7 separate regions of the Mus musculus genome follow, and all the other regions are linked to region 5. A link is a contact called in public HiCAR-type, HiChIP or PLAC-seq and promoter capture Hi-C data. All regions are on one chromosome and are shown on one strand. Each heading gives the region's core, a stretch centred on a gene start, on an enhancer-like site or on the middle of the called end of the contact. The rest is flanking DNA. Distances are from core to core; before and after follow the strand shown. Region 1 holds the start of Pdk1 (pyruvate dehydrogenase kinase, isoenzyme 1). Region 2 holds the start of Itga6 (integrin alpha 6). Region 3 holds the start of Rapgef4 (Rap guanine nucleotide exchange factor (GEF) 4). Region 4 holds the start of Slc25a12 (solute carrier family 25 (mitochondrial carrier, Aralar), member 12). Region 5 holds the start of Cir1 (corepressor interacting with RBPJ, 1). Region 6 holds the start of Metap1d (methionyl aminopeptidase type 1D (mitochondrial)). Region 7 overlaps Rapgef4 (Rap guanine nucleotide exchange factor (GEF) 4).

Evidence for each region. Promoter capture Hi-C pulls out the DNA fragments that hold promoters and counts their contacts. HiCAR-type assays count read pairs that join an accessible place to other places. HiChIP or PLAC-seq counts read pairs in DNA pulled down with a chosen protein or histone mark.
Region 1: a HiCAR-type map of astrocytes shows a contact between it and region 5, with 4 times the contacts expected there. The contact joins the promoter of Pdk1 here to the promoter of Cir1 in region 5. A contact is called at or near these places in 5 of 39 promoter capture datasets (the C10 cell line, hippocampal neurons, liver and 2 more), 4 of 115 datasets of contacts at active chromatin or transcription factors (astrocytes, cardiomyocytes, embryonic stem cells and 1 more) and 3 of 9 other capture datasets (adipose tissue, liver and pancreatic islet).
Region 2: a promoter capture Hi-C map of pre-B cells shows a contact between it and region 5, with 7 times the contacts expected there. The contact joins the promoter of Itga6 here to the promoter of Cir1 in region 5. A contact is called at or near these places in 2 of 39 promoter capture datasets (hippocampal neurons and pre-B cells).
Region 3: a promoter capture Hi-C map of embryonic stem cells shows a contact between it and region 5, with 4 times the contacts expected there. The contact joins the promoter of Rapgef4 here to the promoter of Cir1 in region 5. A contact is called at or near these places in 3 of 39 promoter capture datasets (embryonic stem cells, hippocampal neurons and stem cell-derived epiblast-like cells) and 2 of 115 datasets of contacts at active chromatin or transcription factors (embryonic stem cells and forebrain).
Region 4: a contact with region 5 is called in a promoter capture Hi-C map of pre-B cells, with 2.4 times the contacts expected there. The contact joins the promoter of Slc25a12 here to the promoter of Cir1 in region 5. A contact is called at or near these places in 3 of 39 promoter capture datasets (hippocampal neurons, liver and pre-B cells).
Region 6: a contact with region 5 is called in an H3K27ac HiChIP or PLAC-seq map of embryonic stem cells, with 5 times the contacts expected there. The contact joins the promoter of Metap1d here to the promoter of Cir1 in region 5. A contact is called at or near these places in 2 of 39 promoter capture datasets (hippocampal neurons and liver), 1 of 484 Hi-C or Micro-C datasets (B cells), 1 of 115 datasets of contacts at active chromatin or transcription factors (embryonic stem cells) and 1 of 9 other capture datasets (liver).
Region 7: a promoter capture Hi-C map of neural stem cells shows a contact between it and region 5. The contact joins the enhancer-like site here to the promoter of Cir1 in region 5. A contact is called at or near these places in 9 of 39 promoter capture datasets (3T3-L1-derived adipocytes, cranial neural crest, embryonic stem cells and 5 more), 9 of 115 datasets of contacts at active chromatin or transcription factors (differentiating embryonic stem cells, double positive thymocytes, embryonic forebrain and 4 more) and 1 of 9 other capture datasets (adipose tissue).

What each region holds. Positions count from the first base shown.
Region 1 is chr2:71,871,227-71,874,686 of GRCm38.p6, reverse strand. It overlaps Pdk1 (pyruvate dehydrogenase kinase, isoenzyme 1), which reads right to left and starts at 1,463. Exons shown (of 11, transcript NM_172665.5): 1 at 1,122-1,463. The coding sequence starts at 1,317.
Region 2 is chr2:71,785,019-71,788,753 of GRCm38.p6, reverse strand. It overlaps Itga6 (integrin alpha 6), which reads right to left and starts at 1,815. Exons shown (of 26, transcript NM_008397.4): 1 at 1,434-1,815. The coding sequence starts at 1,615.
Region 3 is chr2:71,979,678-71,983,107 of GRCm38.p6, reverse strand. It overlaps Rapgef4 (Rap guanine nucleotide exchange factor (GEF) 4), which reads right to left and starts at 1,893. Exons shown (of 31, transcript NM_001204165.1): 1 at 1,757-1,893. The coding sequence starts at 1,821.
Region 4 is chr2:71,365,862-71,369,450 of GRCm38.p6, reverse strand. It overlaps Slc25a12 (solute carrier family 25 (mitochondrial carrier, Aralar), member 12), which reads left to right and starts at 1,696. Exons shown (of 18, transcript NM_172436.4): 1 at 1,696-1,938; 2 at 2,871-2,924. The coding sequence starts at 1,927.
Region 5 is chr2:73,310,959-73,314,818 of GRCm38.p6, reverse strand. Cir1 (corepressor interacting with RBPJ, 1) reads left to right here and starts at 2,227. Exons shown (of 10, transcript NM_025854.3): 1 at 2,227-2,402. The coding sequence starts at 2,331. Scrn3 (secernin 3) reads right to left here and starts at 2,167. Exons shown (of 8, transcript NM_029022.1): 1 at 2,106-2,167.
Region 6 is chr2:71,451,384-71,454,774 of GRCm38.p6, reverse strand. Metap1d (methionyl aminopeptidase type 1D (mitochondrial)) reads right to left here and starts at 1,437. Exons shown (of 10, transcript NM_025633.3): 1 at 1,377-1,437. The coding sequence starts at 1,416.
Region 7 is chr2:72,037,755-72,041,549 of GRCm38.p6, reverse strand. The region is part of intron 3 of Rapgef4 (Rap guanine nucleotide exchange factor (GEF) 4); the gene reads right to left. Among named protein-coding and RNA genes, the nearest start is that of Gm29940, 15 kb to the left of the region's middle. Within about 2 kb of position 2,414, at least 83 of the 459 cell types and tissues checked have an H3K27ac peak or open chromatin away from gene starts, as enhancers often do. A contact at or near this core is called in adipose tissue, neural stem cells and stem cell-derived neural progenitor cells, where this site is marked.

The DNA of each region.
Region 1 (3,460 bases), core at 214-2,713, 1.4 Mb after region 5:
CAAGTGGAACCAGCTCAGTTGTCTGATTCCTGAGACCATCACCTCCCCCTTCCTCCACTCTTGAATCCAGATGTTTGGCAGAAGAGTTGATAAGTGTCCCTCCCCTGGCAAGCACCTTCACTTGAACTAAAAAAGTCACATTTCAGCAATCCATTTGAAACTAAGTGGACCTCGCAGATGGAACCTTAGCAGAAAACTATCTTGTCAACAGTAGCAGTATTATTAAGGAAAGCATCTTGCCAAAGTTTAATAGCGTATTCATGAACAAGGTGAACATTGCTACACCACAGTACAGGCATTCACAAATAAAAGCAAAACACACACACAAAACGGGGGCCTTTCATAGTCCCTTACTAAAGAAACACAAGGAAAAGCACCTGTCACTTCAAACCACAATTTTAAGATAAAGTACCTACCCCCACCACTAATCTCTCGTGCGTGCTAACCATGTTATAACCTGGCAGCACGACACAGAAGATAACTTTTTCTACTCCAGAACTTTCGGATTTCAATGTTAAGAGTTTATTCTAAGCATTTCCCTTTCCGCCTCATTACTCCTGATGAGAAGCCAAAAGTCAAAGGCCTAATTCTGCAGTTCTGCAATCTGTTACACACAGACAAGACCATGCACTTTACACGTGCTTGAGACTGGCTGCTGTTGAAACGAATTTGCTCTCGGTGAAAACACTGGCGAGGAAAGCACTGGGCCAGTAGTAACTTGTTTTCCAGCCATCACGCCACTCCAAACGATCGCCACTGTGCTGGCACCGATCTCGCCTCTGCAGAACACCACCCTCGAAGCAGTTTGAGCCCTGGCCTTGAACCTGAGCAAGGCATCCCCAAAGACACCAGGTCCCCAAGCGCGCACCTACGCACGTGCGCGGAAGGCTGCAGCCGCGGGCCCCCTGCTTTGTTTTTTTGGGTTTGTAGTTTTTTTTTTTTTTTTAAACACACTATAGTCGCACGTCCCTGTTACGTGCCCGGCCTTCCAGCGCCCGCTCCCTCCGAGGAGGAAGGAAGCACCTAAGACGCAGGGGGGGCGACACGAGGGAGGAGGAGGGGTGCGCCTGGGAGGACGGGGCCCGTGCACAGAGGCCCGACGGCCCAGCGGCCGCCCTCACCGAAGTCCAGGAACTGCTTCATGGAGAGTGGCGACGGCGAGAAGCGCGCATAGAAGTCCACCTGGCCCGGAACGCCAAGCTCCGACGCCGGCCCGGAACCCGAGGCCGAGGCCGAGGCCAGGCTACGGCTGGCGCAGGGGACGGCGCAGAGCGGCCTGACGCTCGTGCCGCCCCGCAGCAGCCTTGCCAGCCTCATACCGAGCCCCGCCGGAGGAGCCGGAGCTCCGGGCGCCAACCTGCGGCTGTATGCCGCTGCCCGGGCGCTACGTGCGGGACGTGGCTGGCCGCGGGGGCGGGGAGCTGCTGTCAGCGCTGCGGCCACCGCCCCCTCGCTGGAACCACGCCCCCGTAGGCGGAGCACGGACAGCACGGAGGAGGGCGAAAGGCTGCGCTAGCCACCGCCCCTGGTTAAAGACACGCCCATGTAGGCGGGGCCCTGGGAGGACGGAGGCGGGGAAAGAAAAAAAAAAAGGGAGCGCTGCTGAGCTTTGTGGGGTGTGGTGCAGCTGAAACCACCCGGAGCGAGTGGCCGCCGTGGGAGCCCGGCTTAAACGATCCAGCTTGCGCTGTGTTGCACCCCTTTGCACCCTTTCGTACTTCCTCCGCCCTCCCAGTCTCAGCGGAAAAGCTCTAGGCTGTGCGAGATCGTTGGCAATGAGCCTGTTCTCATTGCCCTTGGATCATGCAAGCCCTTGATTTGCAGGTGCAGCCGAACAGTGGTACAAGAGTTGAACTTGGGGGTGTGGCTCTAAAGAATTCCACAGCAACGAAAGTCCCGGGAAGAGCGCGTTGAAACACTTTATGCAAGCAATATTGCCACAGTACTTAAAGACTACTCGCTCTTTTTCTGTTAACTCATCTTAGAGTTACAATGTGCCTGCTCCATCTTTTCAATGTATAGAGATAGTGAATGTAGAATTAGAACATATTTAATATCTAACCCCACGAAAATCACGTCTGTCTTCTGAACACTGTAAAGTCCCCATCCAACTACCCTAACATTTGCTGTGTCTTAGGTGCAAGAAAACTATCCTGCCACGTGTGAAGTTTATCAATTATGTAGAATACACACCGAATAACACTTCATAGCTCCATGCTGGTCGCTTTTGGGTTTTGTTTTGGTTTTGTTTATGTTTTATGAGACAGGGTTTCTCTGTATAGCCGTGACTGTCCTGGAACTCGCTCTGTAGACCATGCTGGCCTCGAACCCAGAAATCCACCTGCCTCTGCCTCCCAAGTGCTGGAATTAAAGGCATGCGCCACCACTGCCCCGCTCGCTATTGGGTTTTGAAAAAACACAAATCATGAAGTCTGGGATGTAGCTCATATCCAAAGCCCTGCGTTTCATCCCCAGCACAAGGAAAGAAAAAACAAAAGCAACCCCCCCCACCCCACCCCCCCACATTGTGTTGGCCCAGGTTTATAATTTCAGCGATCTGCAAGTGGAAGCAGCAATGTGGGAGGTGAGAATTCTAAGGTCATCCGAAATCATGCCAGCCTGTTATTCTGACTCCTATCTGAAAACAAAGAAACAAATACCTGCCCACCCTCCCCCAACATACACAGAAAAACAGAAATTAGATCAGAGTCCCTTTAAAGAAAGCTGTTATTCTGTATCCAACAAACTGTGTGTAGCACAAAGCGGGGATATTGTCCGCATGGAAACAAAAGCAAGTGGTTTTGATTCTAGAGAAAGAAAAATTGTTTTTCCTCAAGTATCCAGTAGAAATTGTGGTCTCCTCTTGGGGTTCTTAGTCTCATTTAGAAAAGAGTTTAAGAATAGACTAAAGTGGAAGCTCAAGGATAATTTTATTAAAGTTTAAAAGAAGAAAAAAAAAACCTCCAAGGTAAACAAGCTGTGCATCTCAGCAGCTGCCTGGAGGAGGAGAATGGGGTAAAGAAAGAAAACAAACAAACAAACAAACAAAAAAGCACAAACCAACGAAAAGACCTATGCTGCTCCAGTTACTGGCATGGAGGTCAGATGGAGGTCTGCCACAGGGTGGGAAGGGGGGCCTTAGAGAAAAGGGTAAGGAAGCCCAAAGTATCAGAAAAAGCAGCATCAAAGAGGGAGGGGGTAAAGGGAGGGAGGAAAAAAGGGAAAATTGTGCCTTTCTGACTCCAACCCAGTACCTCATGGTGGTTTATAGGAACAGTGTTGGGGAAGGAGGAATTCTGGGAAGGAAAAGTACAATATCTCATTAAAGGACAAAATATTTCTTCTACCTATTTAGGATAGCTGAAGGCGAGTTTGCTTTCCTAGCAGTCCCAGGCCAGGTGATTGACACTGCCCAACTGCAATGTTAGCTCTCCACCCAGGCCAGAGAATCTAGCCCCTT
Region 2 (3,735 bases), core at 566-3,065, 1.5 Mb after region 5:
AAGGCAAAGAATGTTTTCCCTCTGTTGGCCCACAGTCACTTCTATACTAAGTTCAAATCCTCCATGGGTAAATGTATGTGTTTCTCGAATAGTGTTTGAGATTTGAAATGTCATCCTCTTGAGTTGACAAACAAACAAACAAACCCTCTCACTTCAGATTTACAGCTGACCAACAATTATTTTCGGGAGAATGCCACGCCTGCAGAGTCAGACCCCCTCCCTGCCCGGGACTATCCCACCCACAATAGACTTCTGCTTCACCTAGCAGGTGGTATCAGAAAAATCTGACCTTAAGATTTTGAAGTCCACAATATGCACAAACCCCAAAGTTGTTAAATATCCGAAAAGGGAGTTTTCTCCAGTTTAAAATAATTCTGGCCTCTCCTTTCCCCTTGGCTGCACTCTGTTCTCTCCGGTCTGCTGGTCCTGGAAGGACCTGGGTTCAACTCAAGACCTGGGCGGGGAGGAGGACCTTTTGTTGTGGGAATGAGCATGGATCAAGAATTTAACCCCACTGCGACTGGGCGACTAAGCTCCAGAAAATCTTCCCCAATCAAAGAACTGGGTCATGTGGGAGCCAACACTGTTTAAAAGGCAGAGCCAGTCGCTTTCTCCTGGAAGAAACACTTGGGAGGATGACTGTCACTTCCGAACCTTCTTTTCTAAGTCCCTCCTAGAAGGGGCACTTTGCTCTAACTCCTCCGTGAGGCCCACCCAGCACTGGGGCCGGAGGATCCTTGAGTGCTGCTGATCTATCAGGGAGCTGGGAGGGGGAGCTAGCACACCGACTCGAAGAAGCCTGTTTTCACAGCTGAGCTAGTCCTGAGGAACAGGTGCTTTTTAAGAAGCATGTTAAAGTATCTCCTGCAGGAGAGCCCACTCTGCAGGGAAAGTCATACGGGACAGCGAAAAGTGGCTTCCCAACTTCCACGCGGCGCGCGAACGAGGGAGGGGACCGGACGGTCGGAGAGTTGGAGAAAGGCCTGCATTTCCCTGGAAGACTTCCCGCAACCCTGTGTCCCATCACTGTCCCTAGTGCACACGTGAAGCTCAGCAAAGCGTGCCACCTGCCGGGGTCCCTGCAAACTAAGCCCGAAGTGGAGAACCGCGGAAAGCACTTCAGGGGAGGGGGAAAGTCAAGTATCCCGGGGCCGGGCCCGGGGTTTGTCCCTTCGGCTCTCCTCACTCCCGGGAGGCGCCGTGTGCAGGGCGCGGCGGGCCCGGATCTCTCAAGTCTTGGGCCGAAGAAGTGCGAGCGGGCAGGGCAGGGCAGGGCAGGGCAAGGTAGGGAAGGCCAGGGCAGAGCAGAGCCGAGCTGGGCTAGCCCACGGATAGGCTCTGGGCACGCGGGACGGGCGGCAGCAGGGCGCGCCCTCGTTCTCCCTGGCGCAGCGCGGCGCCCCGGTGGGGATGGGAAGAGTCGGGGAACTCACAGCCGCTTGTCCTCCGGCTGCAACTGCCAGTGCATGGCGAGCGAGAAGCCGAAGAGGCTCCCGGGATCCCCCGATTTCCGGATCACGTTGTCCTCGCGGGTGTCCAGGTTGAAGGCTGTACCCAGCCGGGCTAGAAGCCCCGCGGACAGGTAGAGCAGGCACAACTGGCCCGCGACCGCCATGGGCGCGCGCGGTGGGAGGGACCCGCGGAGCTGCTGCGGCCTCTGTGCGCGCGGGCTCGGGGCCGGGGCCGGGCTGCCTGGCGCGCCGCTGCGGCCACTTGGCCTCGGTCGCCCCTGCGCGCGGCCCCACCCCCGGCCGGCTCACGCTCACTGTGCGGCCGCTCCCCCACGCCCGCAGCTAGCTGCTGCTCAATGAGCCCGTTGTTCTCTGGAGACTCTCAAGCGTTTTATCGAGTGACCGGGACTCCGGCCCCGCCCCGCCCCGCCCCGCCCCTCCCGAGGCCCCGCCCGCCACACGCACCTTCCCTGCCGGCCCCGCCCCGCAGCGGCGCACCCGCCGCAGCCCTCCCACCTTCCCGCCACCTGCCCGGAAGCGTCCCGGAGCTTGGCAAGACTAGCCAGGCTTTTTTTCTACCTGTCACTGAACTGCGGGCCTCATAGGGCTGACTTGCAAAGACATCCGTTCTCCAAGGGTTCAAGACGCGCCTAAGTATGCCCAGCTCTTGGGGTTGGCTTGATGTTGCATACTCGCTGGCTCCCCAGGGACCCAAACGTCGAAAACGTTGCTGTGCTACTTAAAAACACACTGTTTCATTCAGGCCTAGGAAGCGGGCTTCTCTGTGCTGATGAGTTTTGGTTTTTTTTTTAAAAAAAAAAAAAAGAAAGAAAGAAAAGAAAAGAAAAGAAAAGAAAAGAAAAGAAAAGAAAAGAAAAAAGTCAACTCAGATTTTTGTGGGAAGATCTCTAGGTAGGGAACACTGAGTCCTTCTATCTTGGGCCCTGGAGTTTAGCTATTGTCCCCTTTTCTTACCCTAAGTTTCCTAGTCTAGTTAGAACTGCATAGATAGAGACAGCTAGAGGTCCGTGTGGGTGGCTTGAAGGCTTGAGTCTCGCGGGCATAGGGTGGGGCTTTCCAGCGAGGTGTTGGCTTTTGAGGCATGTTTATTTTAGGATAGAAAAACTTGCTTCAGGGACGCTCAGAACTTGGTTGAGAACAAACAATATACATTTTAGTGAACCATTTTTTATTATCCTCTGACATTTAGATTAGCATGTTTTCTCTTATGAATGTAGACAGTAAACCACAAAGGCAGGAGACTGTACCAACAACCCAATTATCAGTAGAAAATACTGTTTTATCCAGAAAAGTTGGTTGTTGCAGATGTTTCAAATTACAGTTGTTATTAGGTAGCTACTCTGCTAGATCTCGATGTATGTCAATAAAGAAGCAATTTATTACTATAGAAAAAAATGTTAACATTTTGACATATGTTAATATAATCGATTTTCTTCTTAAAAACATGTATGTTGTGCATAGGGTCTTGGTTTTCAGTAACTTACTGAACGGGCCTTGTTCTACCCTGTCTCCTATCGATGTAATTTAATATTTTAACCAAAAGCCACCTGAGGAGAAAAGAGTTTGTTTTATCTTACATTTCCAGATAATAGAACTCAGGACGGGAACCTGGAGCAGAGACCATGGATAAAAACTGCTTAGTGGTGTGCTCCCTCTAGTTGTGTTGAGCCAACTCTCTATACAAGTCAGGACCAACTGCCCAGAGCTGGGTAACAATCACAGTGGGCTGTACACTCCTGATGCTGGAAAGGGCCTTTCCATGGAACCTAACAGGCATGCATAGGAAATAGAAGCAGGGTGCAGTCCCAAGGGAGACCCAAAGCGTCCTTCTACATCTGTACCAAGAGAACAGCTGGAGCTACTCAGAGAAGCTATGTGAATATCACGTGTGGTCTTCACAGGTGGCAGCAGCTGCCAGAGTGAGTCCCCAGCAGATGTGCCACTTCCCAAACAACTAGTAATCTCACATCTTGCCCTGGGTGAGGTATAATGGATCTAAATGCACACGAGATCTTGAAGATCACACGGTTTGAACAAGCGCTTCTGAAGGACATTGAGAAACTGTTAGAAATGACTGTCTAGTGAGGTAGAAAATATCAGCAGTGTGATTTTTAGTGGGTGTCACTCACAACCGTTTTCTTCTTTCATGTATGGCAACCACTATCCCTGAAAGACAGGTCCAATTGATGATGGTTGGACATAAGGAACCTCAAGGTCATTGTTACCTTCTTGATTTCAATCCTCAAGTTGACATTTAAACATT
Region 3 (3,430 bases), core at 644-3,143, 1.3 Mb after region 5:
AAGGACACTCAGTTTTCAAACTCAGGAAGTAAAAGAGATGAGGTACAAGCTCAGAGCGGGTGGGGGCTCTGAGCCTAAACATCCGCAGCTTATCGATCTGTCCACTCGCCTGCAGGTCAGGAACTTGAGGCTCAAGAAAAGGAGGGCCTTTTTGTAGTGTTTTGTTTGTTTGTTTGTTTTGGGTTTTGTTTGTTTTGTGTGTGTTTTTGTGGGGTTTTTTGGTTTTGTTTCATTTTTGAGGTTTTTTTGCCCACTATGAATAGTGGCATTAAACTGTGGTGCCATGTTCTAGAAATCCATGCCGAATACAATCTTACAAGCAGAAGCACAGGGATAGACGTCCTGGCCACTCCGCTCACACCGCCGCTGCCCCATGACTTCGCCCTAAGTATTCACTGACGAAAGGATCTCCAATGGATTACTGACTGTTTGCTATGCAGCTCTGCAAAGAGAAGTATGTTGCTTACTACCCAAAATTATCACTCACGGGAAGCACTATTTATAGGTTAAGTGCAAGCGCCTGATTATCTCTTGTTTTATAATTCACTTTTCCTAAAGTATTAAATTTAGATTACTGATCACATTAGCAAGCTCTTGGCTTAAATGTGCCTTTAATTCCTCCACAGAATTCTGTATGACTTAACCATCTCTTCAATTGTCTTACTGTTTACTGCATATAATTTCTCTAATATTAGAACATACCATTTTAGTCAGAAATGGGGCAATGCCTGCCAAAAATATTCTTGCTACTGTGTAGTAACTAAAAATCGAGAATGTTTATCACATTAAGTTATTCAAATGAGTTCATTTAGCTCTTTTCAGTTAGTTAATATCTTTCCATCAAAGGCCTACAATAGTGGAACAGGCACAGCCGGCCACTCTTCAGATCCTCAAGTTTGATCCGGTCACAAATCTGTTCATTGAAAAATTTTCAATATGGCAGAGCACAAAATAATTCCCACAAATGCAATTCGGATATCATGCAGATTGCTGAAGGATGTGAATCACTGGCCTTTGGCACCAAACTCTGGGACTCAGAGGCTGGTCACGCTGCAAGGCGTTTGCTTGTTTCTTTCAAAGTTCAGATGCATCACCTTTCTCCTTAGGGTAATAAACTATAATTGCTAACATACTGTGTAATGTTTACTGTTAAATTTGCAATCTGGACAAACAGAAAATTCCACCGACAGAGCCTAGAAACAACTGCAGTGTGTTGTCACCCACGGCACCTTCATCAGAGGCTGGCGAGAGCCAGCACTCTCTGCGGTTTAAATTTCTCTTTAGAGTGAGGGTCTTTTCTGCAGAAGATTAAGACGCCTCCGGTGACCTTCCTAACACAGACCTTGAGAGAGCGCCCGCGGGAAGAGGGCTGTGGATTTCAGCAAGGGACTTGACAGCTCCACTGAGTCCCTAACACTTGGTTTTCCGGAAACAAAAAAGGTGACTGCACCTGCATGAATACCCCCCTTCTCCCCGCCCCTCCTGGAAACTTAAATGACATTCTCCCTGAGGGTCTGGACAGCCTGAAGCTCGCATGTATGTACCCTCCCTGGTCTTAGTGCCCATTGGAAACCACCCACCCACCCACCCATGAATGGAGCGTGGAGTCGCAGCGGGGCGGAAGGGGACCAGGGCAGGCTGGCACCTTGTCCCCCACGGCGCCGCATTCTGTTCCCGGCACGTGGAATGCTCTCCCGCAGGTGGCACCCCACGAGTGGACCCCCGCGACCCAGATCCCGCACCCCACCCCACGTACCTTTTATCCAGGCAGGCGATCCACTCGGCCGAGGACTGAGAGTGTGCAGCGTGCGCAGCGACCATGTTGGGCAGCAGCGCGCGGTGGCCCCGGGCCGCGGCCACCTCCCGCGCGCCTCCCGGCGGGCTCCCGCGGCCTGCGGGGCGGGGACCGAGGGGCGGGCCAGGCGCGAGGCCCGCGCTGCACTGCGGCGCCCGCGTGGGAGCCCAGCCGCCCCGCCCGCCCGCCAGGAGCGGCGACCCCACGACACCTGCGGCAGGTGCCCCGCTCCGCCAGGCCCGCGTCTACCCTCACCTCGGGGGAGGGAAGAAGGGGGAGTTCTGCTGCGATGCCACCCGGTTGCGCGTGGGGAGGGGATGTCAGACTCTATATATTTTTCGTACAGCAAATGCCACTAAAATGGCTGCTGCCTCTCCGTTTCCTTAGAAACCCATTAGTCCTCCTCGGTGGCTGTCAAAACTTGCTAGCTGATCCCAGCTCACCTTTACAGTCTGCTGTTTAAATTGGGATGAGAGAGGGCAGGGCTGGGAAGGCTTGCGATGAGGTGGGGGTGGGGGACATCATGGTCTCTTGATGTGGACCCCAAAGGATAAATGATTCGGAAGGTTGAGGGGCGTTGGGGGCTGGGAAAAACAGAGACAGTCTGAAGCAAAGGACCCAGGAGACCAGAGGATTAAAAGGGGGTGCAAACTGAAGTCACTGGCCTTGAACCTCAGACTTACTTGGACTCCATGTCCCAACCACGACAAAAAGAAGCAATTAAGAATGGGATATCCCTGAGACCCATGCAGAACTAAGGTTTCAGGCCTGGAAGCCAAGTTCCTGGGCACTCCATGAACTTGGGTGGTTAGCCTCTACTCTCCCACAGCCTTCCTCTTCCCAGGTTCAGTGCGGAGGGTGGCCACAGCTGCCTGTCTTCCTGTAGGTGTTCACTGTAAGTGTTATGCCTAGAAGTCGTTCAGTTATACCCTGCCAAAAAATAAAAAAATAAAAAGAAATAAATTTACATGGACCGTTGTTCAGGAATTTGGGGACAAGTTAAATCTGTTGGACTCCTATCAAGCGCTGTTTCGATATTTGTGACATACACTTAGGAATAGGCATGGGTGGAACGGAACAGGGCTTTATCCTCGATCATTTGCTACTGTCCCTACACACACCGCCCATTTAGGGCCGATGCAGGGAGACTGGGGAGCAGGAAACAGCCTGTGCCTTCTGGGATGCTTTGATTCTCTTACAACAACCTTGACCTTAAATCTCTCCAGAAAAATTTTCCATTTCCCCATGTTCAATAGACAGGATCTGGTTTCAGACCCACAACCAAGTGTTTTCAGCAGAAACTCCCTGTTCTGGGCTTGTCCCTCAGCTGAGTTTCATTCCGTTAATCTCTATTATTTACCATAAATATCTCTTAACATATTATACCACATAAAGACTTCCAAAGGTGTCATCTTATATGGTGTGAAGGAGACATGTCTTCTAAATATTTTTTGTTTATAAAGGTATCTGAGCTATTGGGACATTTCAAGGTTACTGAACGCTTGCTCCAAATGCCTCAGAGAATACTTAGAGGTGAGGAGCCAGAGGAATAAAAGACAATATATCACCTGTCATCATTCTCATTTAGTCTGGGGGTCAGTCTGAGAGGCAGGGACAGAGGGACGAGAAGACTCC
Region 4 (3,589 bases), core at 447-2,946, 1.9 Mb after region 5:
CAAAACAAATAAACAAAAGGCAACCAACTAAACAATAACCAAAAAAAAAAAAAAAAAAAAAAAACCAAATATGGTTGAGGTCCTGGGTAAACACAATCGCTAAATGTCTGGCTTTTACTGGGCTCTGATATTTTCAAATAGCACATATTTATTGATAGACACAAGTATTCATGGCATGTATATGATTTTATGAATTAAGTAGATTTAATTTTAATACTATAATGACAAGAAATCTCATCACTTCCTTCCCTCTCACAAAACCCATGTCGAGTGCACTAATGATCAGTTTTAAACAAGTCAACCATGTTTCTTTTAAAAAGACTTATCCCCTTGCCTGGTCTCAAAGATATTGAAAAGTGAGCACACGAAGCCTATAACTGGTGGGTGGGAATAAAGGCAATATACTACTACAGGAGACATCATCAGCTTGTTACAAATTTTCTTGTAATAACCCAGGGATAATCAAATATTGCAACATTTAAGTATGATTGAGCCAAGGGTATGATATCTACAATATGTAGGATTGCTATTTAGTTTTATAACTTAAAATGGTCTATGATAATGGTGGCAAAGAAGGTCTTTGCAATAAATAACTACTTATACACATACTTCATATGCATATATGTGTATTTATATCCACACTTTACAAATAGGACCATGTCTAGCACATGGAGGATTTTAGTAAATATTTGGGTGAATATCAATATGAGAACTAATAGGATCTTTTCTCCCCTTCTTTTTTTTTTTTTAACAATTTTTAATTTTATTCACCTTAGTGCTTAGATGAAATGTGGAAAATAGGTGTTGATTATCTTTCTACCTTTAATGAGTTCTGAGGAGCCTCAGACTGAGCTATCACCTCGGATCCGCACCCCTCTTCCCCCTCCACACACCCCCCCCCCCCCGCCTCCCTCCCTTCCCCTTTCTTACTTCTCCTCTATTCCTTTCGTTTTTCTTTTCTTTGAAGACGCGTCTTATGCATCCAGGCTGGCCTCTAACTCTTATGCAGCCGAGGATGACATTCCGATTATCCTGCCTCCATTTCTCAAGCCTGGGGATTACAGTCGGATACTACTTCGCCAAGATAGAGTTTATGTGCTACTGGGCATAGAACCCGGGACTTCCAGCATGTTAGTTAGGCACTCCAGCAACTTAAGCTACTTGCCTGGCCCTCACATATCTTAATGGCAAGCCTCAGTTTTAGAGACATTAATTTAGCTTAAGGCAGGGCTGGGAATTCACAGAGGAATTGTTTCCTGTAGAAGAGAAAGTCAGCATAGCAAGTACCAGCTCCAAGATAAATAAAGTTGTTTTCTATATACATTGTACAAAGAATTTGGGTGGTTAAGAGAGTGAAGCGAATCTATTAATAAACCATTAGGGATATCCCAAGGAATGTTAATTCAGGAGCATATTTCTGAAGTTATGTTTACTTAGGTTTTCCCTTTAAAAAACCTAACTAATCATTTTCCTTATCAATATTTGTCACTGGTTGTCATAAACTCATTATTAATGGGACAAGCTCTCATATGCTTCCAACCTTGCTCAATACAGGCCCCAAGTGTTCCTTTAAGCCCCAAGAGGGAACCGACTTTGGCTGAAGCCGGTGCCCAAAGCCACACCCACTGCCAGGCCTTGGGACTTGGGGCTGGCCCAGAGGAGCCTCTGCTCACACTGCGCGTTGGAATCCGGCGACCGGAGCTCTGGTGTCCCCCGCAAGAGGTGCGACTGCCCCGCCGGCCCGCTGATGGATCAACCAAGGCCACTCGGTGCGCACCACCGACGCGCTCTAGCTCATTTGCATATAGACGGGCGCGGCGCTGCGACAGGAGGGAGCGCGGGCGCGGCCCCGGGCCGTGGCGCGCGCGCGCCCTGACAGCTCGGCCCAGCTCGCTCACTCGCTCGTTCCCGGCTTCCGAGCACAGCATGGCGGTCAAGGTGACTCCAACTCTCTGCTGCTGCTTTTATTGCATAAGAGACGTTCCAAGGGCCCCGAGTGCAGCCCCCCGCCTCTTTCCGTTGCTTTCTTTGCCTGGTTCTTAGCCAGTGCGTCCCGGGGCTCTAGATTGCGGGTGGAGAGCTGTGCTGGGCTTGGACCGGAGCGAAGAGGATGCCCGGCTGGGGGAGGGGAAGGAGGAGGGATCGTGAGTTGGAGGGGCTCCTGAGGACCATGGTCGGGAGGAGGAAAAGAGTAGTGTTTTGTCCTAGGTACATGGGATTGCGAGCACAGAGTTGGAGAGCATCAGAGAGGGACTGAGAGTCAGCGGGCAGGAGAACCGGGGATACCCAGGGCATCCGCGGTGGGGGAGGGGGTGGGTGTTGTCATTTGGGGCCACAATACAGCCCAGGGCACTGGTTGACATTTGCCTGGCAGGTTGTCAGATGTCGAAAGTATCCGTATTGTGGCAGCTCTCAAGGTTTAGGTCAGATGGAGAAAGGGTCGCCAAGATGACGATGTACTGTTTCTGCTTTCCACAAGAAAGGCTGCTAGGCCCGGCTATTAATTTGGCTGTTTTACATCTCCTGTTGCTCCTCTCTTGAGGCTCTCAGGATTTGTAGCTTGGTGGTTGCTACTGTATTGCTAGTAGTTGTGGAATAAAGTAAACGATTACATTGGTTTCCCTTTCCAGTTCACAGGAAGTGCCGTCTGTAATTTGCTCTATCTTGCACTATTCACACCCTTTTCTCCCACCCCTTAGCCGTAGATCTCCGGTTTGACAGGTGTTATCAGCAATTAAGCTTTGGGTTTGTTTTTAGACTAAATGACCTTATGAAAGATAAATGAGTTGTTAGCAGATGTAAACTATAATCTAAAGAGATTATGTGGTTTCTAGCTAAGCATTAACCAGTCATTCCCCCCCCCCCCTCAGGTGCATACAACCAAACGAGGTGATCCTCATGAGCTGAGAAACATATTCCTCCAGGTAAGTGAAAGAATTTTACATCAGGGAAAGAATGGGAAGAACATGATCGTTATTCCTCTTTAAGCTCTCTAACTTTGAGAAATGCTCTTCTCACAAACATGAGTGGAGGATGTCCTTTGTACTTGGTTTGTTTTGGTTTTTTTTTGAGACAGATTTTCCTTGTGTAGCTCTGGCTGTCCTGGAACTTGCTTTGTAGACCAGGCTGTCCTGGAACTCGGAGGATCTACCTGCCTCTGCCTCCTGAGGGCTGCGATTGGCTCTATACCCGGCCGTTTGTACTCTTAGTAAGAACGGATTGGAAAATTTTTCTTTCTATTGGGGATTGATATGAGGTTTTCCTGGAGTTGCTCTTTTTGTTTGCATGACTTAGGATGACTTATAAAATTTTCCTTCTCATAAATGTCTATGACATTTGTTGCACAGATAATTTATGACTATTGTAGTTGCGCTTTCTCCTCCCACTTATTGCAACCATAGATGGGGATGGGGGTAGGGGTTGGTACAACATGTTTGCTTTAGATTCTTTTGTAAGGAGGCTGGTAAGATGACTCAGTGGATAAAGGTGCTTTACCCAGAACCCATATAAATATCGAAGGAGAGAACTAACTATATAAAGTTGTCCTCTGACTTTCATATATCTGTGCATATGCACCAGTGCTCACACA
Region 5 (3,860 bases), core at 978-3,477:
CTGCCCCCCCCCCCCAACATAAACGACAACAAAACCAAAACCAAACAACCAAAAAGGAATTTATGTAAACAAACAAATGTTCCCAATATTGCTACAGAGGAGGTCTCCTTTGGCTTGAGGAAAAACGCACACAGAGACTATAATATTGAAAAGACAGACAATTTGAAGCAGACCCAGTACTTTGGAGATCTCACTTTTGGAGGCAGAGATGGGTGAATCTCTGAGTTTGAGGCAAGCCCTGTGTTCCAGGACAGCCAGGGGTAGTGTCTTAAAAAAAAAAAAAAAAAAAAGCCACCTTTCATGTTTTCAGGAAGTTCACATTTGTAACTTAGAAATCCTGACTACAGAACTGACGTACGGATTCTCTTTTCCAGATTCTGTGATCTGGAAAATCTTAAATTCCAGTTTGTAGAACCATTCAAAATCTCCTATTTTTATTTTGCTTCCAGAACAGACATAGTTTTAGTTTACTTCTATTATTTATCTTTTTAAAGGTTTATTTTTACTATTTGTGTGTGTGTGTGTGTGTGTGTTTACACTAAGAATGGGGATGCCCGAGAAAGCTAGAAGTGGGCCTCAAATCCCCTGGAGCTGGAGTTAGAGGTTGTAAGGCTTCGTGCACGGCCACCTTGTGTGTTAGGAACGGAACTCAAGTCTTCAGGGAAAGCACTGAGCTATCTTAACCATTGTTCTCTCTCTCTAACCCAGTTCCCTTCTTTTATAAGAACCAAATCATGCTGGGGGTGGTGGTGCACACCTTTGATCCCAGCACTTGGGAAGCAGAGGCAGATCTCTGAGTTCCAGACCACCCTGGCCTACAGAGTGAGTTCCAGGACACCCAGAGCTACACAGAGAAACCCTGAAAAAAAACAAACAGGAAGAACCAATTCTTAGCATAGTTTTATATGGGAGCATCCTAAATATTTTAAAACAAAATAAAAAATATAAATACAATAAATGTTTTATTGAAAGGAAAGCAAAGCAGGATATGATAGCCCACCTGCAATCTCAGGACTCGGCAGGATGAGCTAGAGTTTAAAGCTAGCCTATGTCTCAAAATGACTCAAGAAACAAGTTCACCATGGAACAAGTAAAGGGTCTTCTCCATCTCAAAGATGGGAAGACGTACCAGTTTTTCTTTTGTGTCGCCCCTCTAAATTTCTTGATCTCCTGCTTACTGTGCTCCAAAGTTAGCTACTCCAACACATAATTTAGGCAGGCTATTAATTCTCCTTTTTTCCAGGCCCGTCAGTATTAAAATAAATAAGTAAATAATTATTAAAACACCACCTAGAAGGTGAAAACCCAGCTTGGTGGTGCATGCCTGTAATTGAAGATTGAGCGTTACGTGGACCGCGCCACGAATAACACAAGATAAAAAAACAAAAAACTGGCACACAGCCAACACCCAAATGAAAGCTGACATCCGTTGTACCTTGGCATTCTTATCCTCACCAGACTAAGTGACTATCCTCAGTGGACTAAGCCTTGCTTACCCGAAACTGGGATGGCGGCAACAGCTAAGAAACCCGCACCCAGGGAGAAAGTCGTTGGCCCTAACATGTTCTCATCATTCACGATGTTTGCTGAGCAAACTTCTGCATGGCTAGAAATAACGGAAGGGAGCTGGGTGTAGTGGCGCAGGCCTTTAATCCCAGGCCTGGGAAGGCAAAGGCAGACGGATCTGTTAGTTCAAGGGCAACCAATGCTACATGGCGAGGTATACATAATGATAATAATAATAATAATAATATTATTATTATTATTATAATTATTATTAAACCTTAACAGTAATTGGAAAGGAAGAGCCTAGGTTCTTGAGCTTCTAACAGTCTATTCCCGTGCTTTTGGTAACACCAATCTTCCGAGGCTCACAAACGTCCTACAGTTGCCGGGAGACAACTTAATCTACATGGGAACTGCGCGGCAAAAGAAAATTTTTTTGCAACTGGAGTCGGCGTTGCCAGAAAGTGCTGGGCTCGAACCTCGAGACCTCGCTTGTTCGGGCTGACCGCGCTCGGATCGAAGCTGACGCAGCAGAGCCCGCCGCCGCTCGCGACCCCGCAGAGAGCGAGCATCGCGCACAGGGGGTTCCCCAAGCTTACCTCTGCTGCGCACGCGCGGACGCCGCCAAAGCCGCGGCAGCCACCAGAAGCGACTGCCGGAAGAGAGCAAGAGGGGCGGTGCCAAGCGTCAAACCACGGAAGTAGTCATCCTCCCGACCTCGGAAGTTCTCGCCCAAACTTGCCTAGCAGTTCCGGTGAAGCTCCGGGAGTTTGTTTACGTTCCGAGAAGACCTAGCGGTTGGCTTCTCCGACTCAGACGCCAAGATGGGGAAGTCATTCGCCAATTTCATGTGTAAGAAGGACTTCCATCCTGCGTCCAAATCCAACATCAAGAAGGTGAGTAAAGGCATCCGGAGAGGGCAGAGATTGCTAAGCTCCCTGGGAGGGTCGTATCCTCCTCACGGCTGGAGTCGTCGATCTTTCCCCCTTGCAGGAATGATCCCCCAAGTCCCGCCTGTCAGTCAGTGGGGAGACCCACGCATGGTTTGATAACACTGTCCGTTCAGGATCCGTCTCCTACAGCCCCAAGCCGGTGAACTCTGCTCTGGGTCGAGACTCCTGCTTAACGGAGATCTTCTGGCAGAAATCCTCCCTCTGCTCACTCTCCATCCCGTAGTGTGTTTCTGATGGCTGCGTTCAAGTTGAGCGTTTTAAACAATCACAGGGCAACCAGTTGCTGGACACAGAAGGGCCGTGGCGAGAATTACAGCGCCAAAGAATGGCGACGGGAGAGTGCTTGGGCTTTGGATTCTTAGTTCAGTACAGTTACATGTAGCCCTGAGGCCTCGCACAAAATAGTCAATGATGTGAGCATTAGCCTCGTACACTGTTGATCAAGAATTATCAGTGTCAGTTGCCCTAGTTTGTAAAAATTTTAGGGAGATTAGATGAGATAGTATGGCCAATGACTAGAAACTCGAAATGAAGGCTTAGCACTGTGTGTTAAGAAAAGTACTCAAGTACTCAAAAGTACACAAACTTATGAGAATATATTTCGCTTTTGTTTCCAAACCAGTTGTGGGTCCTGTATATTACCATACATCTAAAGAATGTATATATTAGCATGCATGTACATTAGGATATCTGTGGAAGAAAGTGCAAGAAATGCTAACACTGGTTATCTGCAAATATAGTTACTTAGGTTTTTAAGTCCCTTGGGAGTGGGGAGGGCTTGCCAGATCTCAGCCTTACTCCTTGACCCCAAAAGTCTTGTTCTGTTTATTTTGTAGTACTCCTAATCCCCACGAGTGTATTTCTTTATGTGTTTCATAGCCTCTATTTGAGGTGGGATCTCCTGCAGTCTAAGCTGGCTTCAAACTTGCTGTCTAGGGAGGATAGCCCTGAACTCCTTGTCCTTCTGCCTCCAACCCCCTGCCCCCACCCCCAACCCCCACCCCCGCATGCTGGGATTACAGGTGGAAGCCACTGCAATCAACTACCACTTCTCCTAGGTCATAAAGTAGTTTATAATATGCAGGAGAAGCATTGTGAGCACTTTGACAATGGAGCTGCATCTTATTTTTAATTCAGTTACTGGAATTGAGTCTTGAGCAGTCGAGACTAATGAAAATAACTGTACAGTCTAAAGCTTGAGATACACGGTAATTTTTCTGTTTTGGTTGGGGTCTTACTGTGTAGTTCTGACTGGTCTGGAATACTTAGTAGTCCTACCTCAGCCTCTTGAGTTCTAGGATTATGGACATGGGCCAACACACTCAGCTAAACACAGTGAAAACAGCTAAAGGGCAGGTGCCATCCTGGAAGAAGCCAGGGAACTCTATCCACAATGCTCAG
Region 6 (3,391 bases), core at 188-2,687, 1.9 Mb after region 5:
GCACTGTGGCTGGGGTGGAGAAGTGAGTGTCTCTACACACATGATTTGTGAGCAGACAATGTGTATGCAGAGTTTGCCGCTCTGTTGTGTGTTTGAAATTTCTCCTATGAAGAACATTTCAAAGGCTAAAAAAAGAAAATCTAATCTTCACATGAACAAGTTGTATTAAATGTACAAGATCATTCAAGTGATGAGAAGTTCTGGGTACACACAGAATGACCAGAGTCATCTTTGCCAAAAACCTCTAAGATATGTAGCACTATATTTTGAGTGCTTTGGAAAATATGGGCATTTCATAAAAACTGAATATTTTATTTCACAAAGCCGTGAATCGTGTATGTCATTCTCTGTATGTATTATATTAGATACACATATACACACAAATATAACTACACAAATATATGAGTATCTGATTTCACAAAGGGGGGGCTGTATTGAGCTAAACTGGGCTGGTGAGATGGTTCAGTGGGTAAAGCCTGAACCAAGCCTCATGGTCTGAAAAACAGATAATGGGAGAACTCCCACAAGTTCTCCTATGACCCTGTGACCTTTGTATGCACACCTTGGCACCTGTTTGAGCATACACCAGACAAACAAATATATGTAATTTTAATGTCCTACAACTTGCTTTTTCCAAATATTCCAAATAATATATTTTTGTGGACACCATTCCATGTCAACGTCAAACTTTTTTACACACCCTTAGATACACACAAATAAGTTGGTATCTGACTTCACAAAAGGGGATTGTATTAAGTTAAGCTGGACTGGTGAGATGGCTCGGAAGGTATATAATACGTGCTGAGTATTGCTCTGAAAATATTTACCTCCTAAAACCGTTCCTATGTGCCTGGCACTTAAATTGTATCTAAAGTCGTTGGTGTTCCTTTTTTTTTTTTTCGTCCTTCTTGAACCTATTTTTGAGTTCTTGCTAGCAAAGAATCCGAACCTAGTACTAATTCAACAACGATTCGCCGGAAACGCATCTGTTTGGAATGCCCCTGACATCGTTAGCTCTCCTAAGTCATCATGACTGTCATCACCTTTTACAAGTTTCTCAAAAAGGCATGCCAATCCAACAGCTCTAAACCGAGTGTTCCGGCGCATTTCACCGTCGTCGCTGGTAGATACGTCTGCAACACTAACCACACAAGTAAAGAGAGGGAAGAAAACTTCAGGTAACGACCCACAAATCTCAAGAACTAAGCACTCAAGCAACATGGTAAGAAGAGGACAAACGTGTGTCTGTTTCTGCAGCGTGCCAACGTGTATGGTATACGCGGGTCCGACTGAAAGTACGCACGTGCGTACCAAGCCCACGCGCGGACGTGTCTCTGGGCGCGTAGCCCTGGAGCGGTCGTATGCCGATCGCTTACCTCCACGGACGAGCAGGGGGACGCCGATGGGCGCCGCCATGTTGGCTCCGGTCACGTGGCCAAGAGAGCCTCGCAGCTCCGCCCACTGGAGTAGCCGCGCTCTCAAAGCCCAGAAGCGCTGAAGCAGTGGGAGGCGAGTGCGCGCGCGCGCGTGAGCTGGCTTGCAGGAGCCCGGGCTAGCGAGTGCCTCTGGTGTCGAGGCCAGCAGCTCCGTCTGCGGCCAGCTCGCTTCCACCAGGAGAGGCTGGCTCCGGCCGCAGTTCTCTCTCTGAGCTTCCAGACCCATCAGGGATGGAAGAAAGTCGTCATGTAAGTGTAGCCTCCAGTATTTATAGAATCACCATTTTGGTGCATGGATACGTGAAGTTGGGCGAGAGGAAAAAAAAAACAAACAAACAAACACAATTTAGTGTGCAACAAAGCACTTTCATCGCCTTTCATTCGGTTACAAATCATTTCCAGGCAACTAGTTGAAAAAGTTGGATCAGTTTGATCAGCTTCCCTTTGCAATGTTAGAATATTAATTACTCAGCAGAGACTCCAGAATAGAATAGTTGGGACACCTATGTGGCCCTGTGGGTATCTTCACAGGATTTCTCCTTCCCTGATGACACTTCCTGCTTGGCAGTATTAACTGCTGTTATCCCTAAATTAGATATTTAAAGAATGACGCATGTCAGCTTGCATAGCCCCTATGTCAAGGCAAGTGAGGCAGCCGCTGTACCTTCGATGATACTGTTGCCCGATTTCACCAGGTTCTGTGCCTCTTGCCCTTGTTTTGCGGTGGAGTCCAGACGCTCATGGACCAGGTGTTATCCATCTTGGTAGCTTCCTGTGCTCAACACAGACCATGATACCCCAAGATGTGTATGGTGAAAGAACCCAAACTGTAGTGTAGCAGTTTCTGGACTTTGAATGCAGTCGAGATCGATAAGGATTCCTTGTGAATATGTGGATGTCTTCTCATTGATTTTAAAGAATCCACATGCGGGCTGGAGAGATGGCTCGGCGGTTAAGAACACTTAGGACTCTTCCTGAGTTCAATTCCCAGCAACCACATGGTGGCTCACAACCATCTTTAATAGAACCTGATGCCCTCCTCTTGTGTGTCTGAAGATAGCTACACTGTACTACATATATAAAATAAAAAATAAAAGAGTCCACATGCTCAACTGGCACACCTTTAACCTCAGGAGGCAGAGTTCAACTCATCACAAACCTCAAATCGGAGAACACTTAATCCAAGGGTATTCTTTTTGTTTGAGAATATCATACACACATAGAATGTGTTTTTGTCTAATACACTCCCAGCACCACCACGCGCCCCCATCCTTCTCCTCCAACTCCTGCTCATCCCTTCCACCACATTTCCCTTTCAACTTCATGTGCTTTTATTTTAACACACTGAGTCCATCTACTGCCAGTATGCACATGAATGTAGGGCCATCTACTGGAGCACGGGGATCCTTTCAGGGGCAGAAACCCTGGAGAAAACTGACCACCCTCATCCCCTCAGTAGCTCTGTCAATTGTCAGCTATGAATGGGACTTTGTGTCCTTGTCCCAATCTATGTTGAGATCTCGGCTAGCTAGGTCTTGTGCGTGTAGTGACAGCCATTATGAATCCATGTGTGCCTTGGTCCTGTTTCATCCAGAAAACACTTCCACAGAGGTCACCCTGTACCTCTGGCCCTTAGAATCTTTTCATAGCTCCCCTCTTAGGAGATCATCCCCTGAACCTTGGAGTTAGGGAATGTGTGTGTGTGTGTGTGTGTGTGTGTGTGTGTGTATGTGTGTATGTGTGTGTGTGTGTGTGTGTGTGTGTATGTGTGTATGTGTGTGTGTGTTTGTGTGTGTGTGTGTATGTGTGTGTGTGTGTGTGTGTGTGTGTGTGAGAGAGAGAGAGAGAGAGAGAGAGAGACAGACAGACAGACAGACAGAGAGACAGAGAGAGGGTATAGATAGAGATAGATAAAGAGATAGATATTGATCTAGATAGAGATATATCTCCCATTT
Region 7 (3,795 bases), core at 1,165-3,664, 1.3 Mb after region 5:
GAGGTTAGGACTGTTATTACAGTGGTCCGCACTATCATCATTGTTATCGCTGTCTCAGAAGTTAGACAGATTCAGACTCTAAGATGCTCAGTATCTTATCCAAAACAGGCAGAGGGAGAACTGAGACTAGAAACTACTCAGTCTCTTTACCTCGCTGCAGACTTCCTGTTCCTGCCGATGCATTATTTGACAATACATCTGTAGACCGAGGGCTCTCAGGTAGTCATTCTGTGGGGAAAGTTCCGAGTGAACCTGGGTAGAGTCCAGCTCCCCGCTGGGCCTGCCTTCTGACTCCCTGACTTACCTAGGGCTGTTAACGCTTTGATAAAACACTACAGCCCAAAGCAACTTGGGAAGAAAAGGCTGTCTTTCACTCATAAAATCCTTATAACCATTCATCATGGAAACCAATCATGGCAGGAACTCAAACAGGGCAGGAGCTGTTGCAGAGGCCATGGAGGGCTGCTGCTCACTGACTTGCTCCTAATGGCTTGTTCAGCCTGCTTTCTTATAAAACCCAGGACCACCAGCCCAGGAGTGATCCCGCTCAGAACTGGCTGGGTCCTCCGGACATGAATCACTAATTAAGAAAATGCCCTACAGGCTGTCTACAGCCCCATCTTATGAGGCTTTTACTCCAGAGTTCTCTCCTATCAGGCGACTGCAGCCCGTGTCAAGTTGGCATACAATTATTCCACACAGTCCCTGTCCACATGTATACCTCAGTCTGCATGTACCAGTTTCTAAACCTGCCTGAGTCTTTGCCACACAAAACTACAGCCATCTTAGATGCTGGGACCAAACCAAAGGATGCCAACCAGCCTGTGGTGACAGGCACCAAACAAGAGGCAAAGGAGGTCCACACAGAGACAAGAGTCAGGCAGAGCTGATGTGGAAGGGGCCTGAACCTTGGCAGATCTAGATTACACTGCCTCCATGGCTTTGGCTCCTCTCAGACCTCTGTGAAATGGTCACAATGCCTTTAACAAGATCAGCAGCTGGAGAGATGGCTCAACAGTTAAGAGCACTGGCTGAGTTCCTGAGTTCAGTTCCCAGCAAGCACATGGTGGTTCATGACCATCTATAAAGGGACCTCATGATCTCTTCTGGCATGCAGGTGTACATGCAGATAGATCACTTGTATACATTAAATAAATAAATAAATGTTTAAAAAAGATTAATAGCAGAACACATCTTAAACATTTCTGTATTGGGGGGGAAAGCTACCGTGATACATATACCATAGCATGCCCGACGAGGTCATTGTGAGAAATTATAAGAGTTGGTTCTCTTTTTCTAGCGTGTGGGCTTCAGGACTTGAACTGAAGTCACCAGGCTTGGTGGCAGTCACCTTTACTGGCTGAGTCAGCTTGCCAGAATTAAATAGATAAAAAATAATACAATATAATTCCTAACTCAGTCACATCGCCACGCATGTATAGGTTTTCTACACTTCTAAAAAGCAAATTATATTTTTGCCTTTATTTAAACAACAGAGAACCTCTATAGTCGTGTTGTATTAAGCTTCATCTAATGATGGCTTTCAACACTTAAATTCCAAGTTTCTCTGTCCCCCAGTCTGGATGTCAAGTGGTTTGAATGATCTGCAAAACACTTGAGCTCTCTGGGGGAGCTTGTATTCAAAGAAACCCTCCTGACAATCCTGCTGTAAATCAAAGAATCCTTTTGTACTGCGACTAATCACCTCTTAATTTATCTGCTTTGTGCATCTGCATTGTGGCGTTCTCACATCTTAAAGCAGACATTCTCGCCAGAGCTGTCTCACATGTGTTCATACGGACACTGTGAAGTGGTCACGGTGGTAAGAAGGCCAGGGTTACATGTCACAATGTACGATCATGGTCCACTGAAACCTGGCCTGCGCAGATGATCTGGGGACATGAGCTGTGTCTGTGATGAACTCATGGAAAATGAAAAATTATCCTGTGATTCTGAAGAGTTATCAGACCTGTTAGCTATTCAGAATTTATTCATTTCTGTGTCATTGAGTCAAGAGTTAACAATCTTATTTGTGTTAGGTTATCTTTACGTGTATAGGTAGACTCAGAAGCATAAGTTCTTTAAAAGCTGATGTTTTTACAGGGTTCATTTCCAGCCTATACTTGCCACTAGGTTTCAAAGCTCTTGCATTTTGCTTCCTGAGCTTGAATTTGCTCCTGGAATTTATTGAGTTCTCTAAGCGTTTTTAAGTAATCAAATCAAATGGAACCCAATTTCAGAGTCTGTCAAGGCATCCAACTGCACGTGTGTCAAAAGGATTTACTGCCAAGCAGGAAGGCAAGATACTTCTAAGTCAAATGTGTTTTCTGGCAAGCGGCAACGGCAAGGCCGGTTCCTTTCAGAGCGTGTCCCTGGAATCGGCTTGTCGGGCAGCCGATGGACATCAGGCAAGCTCGCTGGGGCTGGCTTGCAGAGCACGGCCTGGCACGGGCATTTCTAACCAGTGCAGAGCTGAACTGGCCAGCACTGTGTCACCCGGACAAAGAATACTCAACAACAAAACTACATGTAGGGTGAGTTGTGCAGAATGCCAAGTCAACTAAATATCCATTCCTAATGAATAGCTCAGCCCCAGCCAGAGCTCCGGCGGGAGTCAGCAGTGACACCATCTGCAACCAGCTTGCCACCTTTTACGTTTTCTGGGCTTCGTAAAACTGTTCAGAAATGTGTTCAAGTAGTGTCTCCCAAAAATGGTGATGTCACTGAAAGGAAAGCGAACAGAGTGTGTGGCCAAGTGAAAGAATCAGGGAGAGGAAGCGGGGGAGAGGGAGGGAGGGAGGGAAGGAAACACACAGAGGGGGGGGAGCGAAAGAGGGAGAGAGGGAGGGAAGGAGGGTGGGGAGAAAGGGAGAGAGAGCTGTACTTCAAATTTAATAATCAAAACTGCAATGAACAAAGGCATCTGTGTTGTAAAAGCAAAGGCAGGGATGACTAAAGGTTTTCTATTTGACCTTAGAGAGAAAAACAGCAAGAGGTCTTTTTTTCAAAACCAGAGTAAAAATTGCCAGATAATGGCACAATGACAGATGAGGGGGTGGAATGAAGTGGAGACCAAGGCCAAGTGCAGCCCAGAATCTCTGCTCCAGTGAAATGGCTGAACAAAATTTAAACTCCTGCAGTTTCAAAATACTGGGCTGCAGTTCCTGGTTTTCATGTTCTAACACTGCCCTCTTGTGACCATTGCTAGCATTGCAGGTATGGGAGCCAACAGCTCTCCAGTCTAGGCAATCAACTTTTTATTAGTTAGCAGAAAACACCGGGACCCTGCTCATTCAAAGCTTTGTACTAAGTGCTTTATATACAGCGAGTAGGACCCACTAGCCTCAGTTCATAGCGTATCTAACTGTGCATAGCCATACCCAACCCAGCTGCTGGGTTTGTATCAAATAAAGATAACAGTGAGTGTTACAGGCTTTAGTGACATCATAAAGCACCATTCTCTATTTTGAAACATGAAAGTCAGTCAGTCTTTAGGAATTGATATGATTGGAGATTTCCCTTAGTTTAGGTGTTTCCAGAATTGCTAAAAAAGCATACATGTTTCTAGGATTTAAATATTTGTTATACCATAAATTCTCCTCACCTATAAAATCTGCAGGGAAAAGCAAGGCCTTGTGTACACACACACACACACACACACACACACACACACACACAGAGAGAGAGAGAGAGAGAGAGAGTTGAGTGCTGTTGTCTAATATAGTAGGTATATATGCCTACTTTAAGGTTTACTATCATCATCATAATCACCACCACCATCATCATCACTATTGC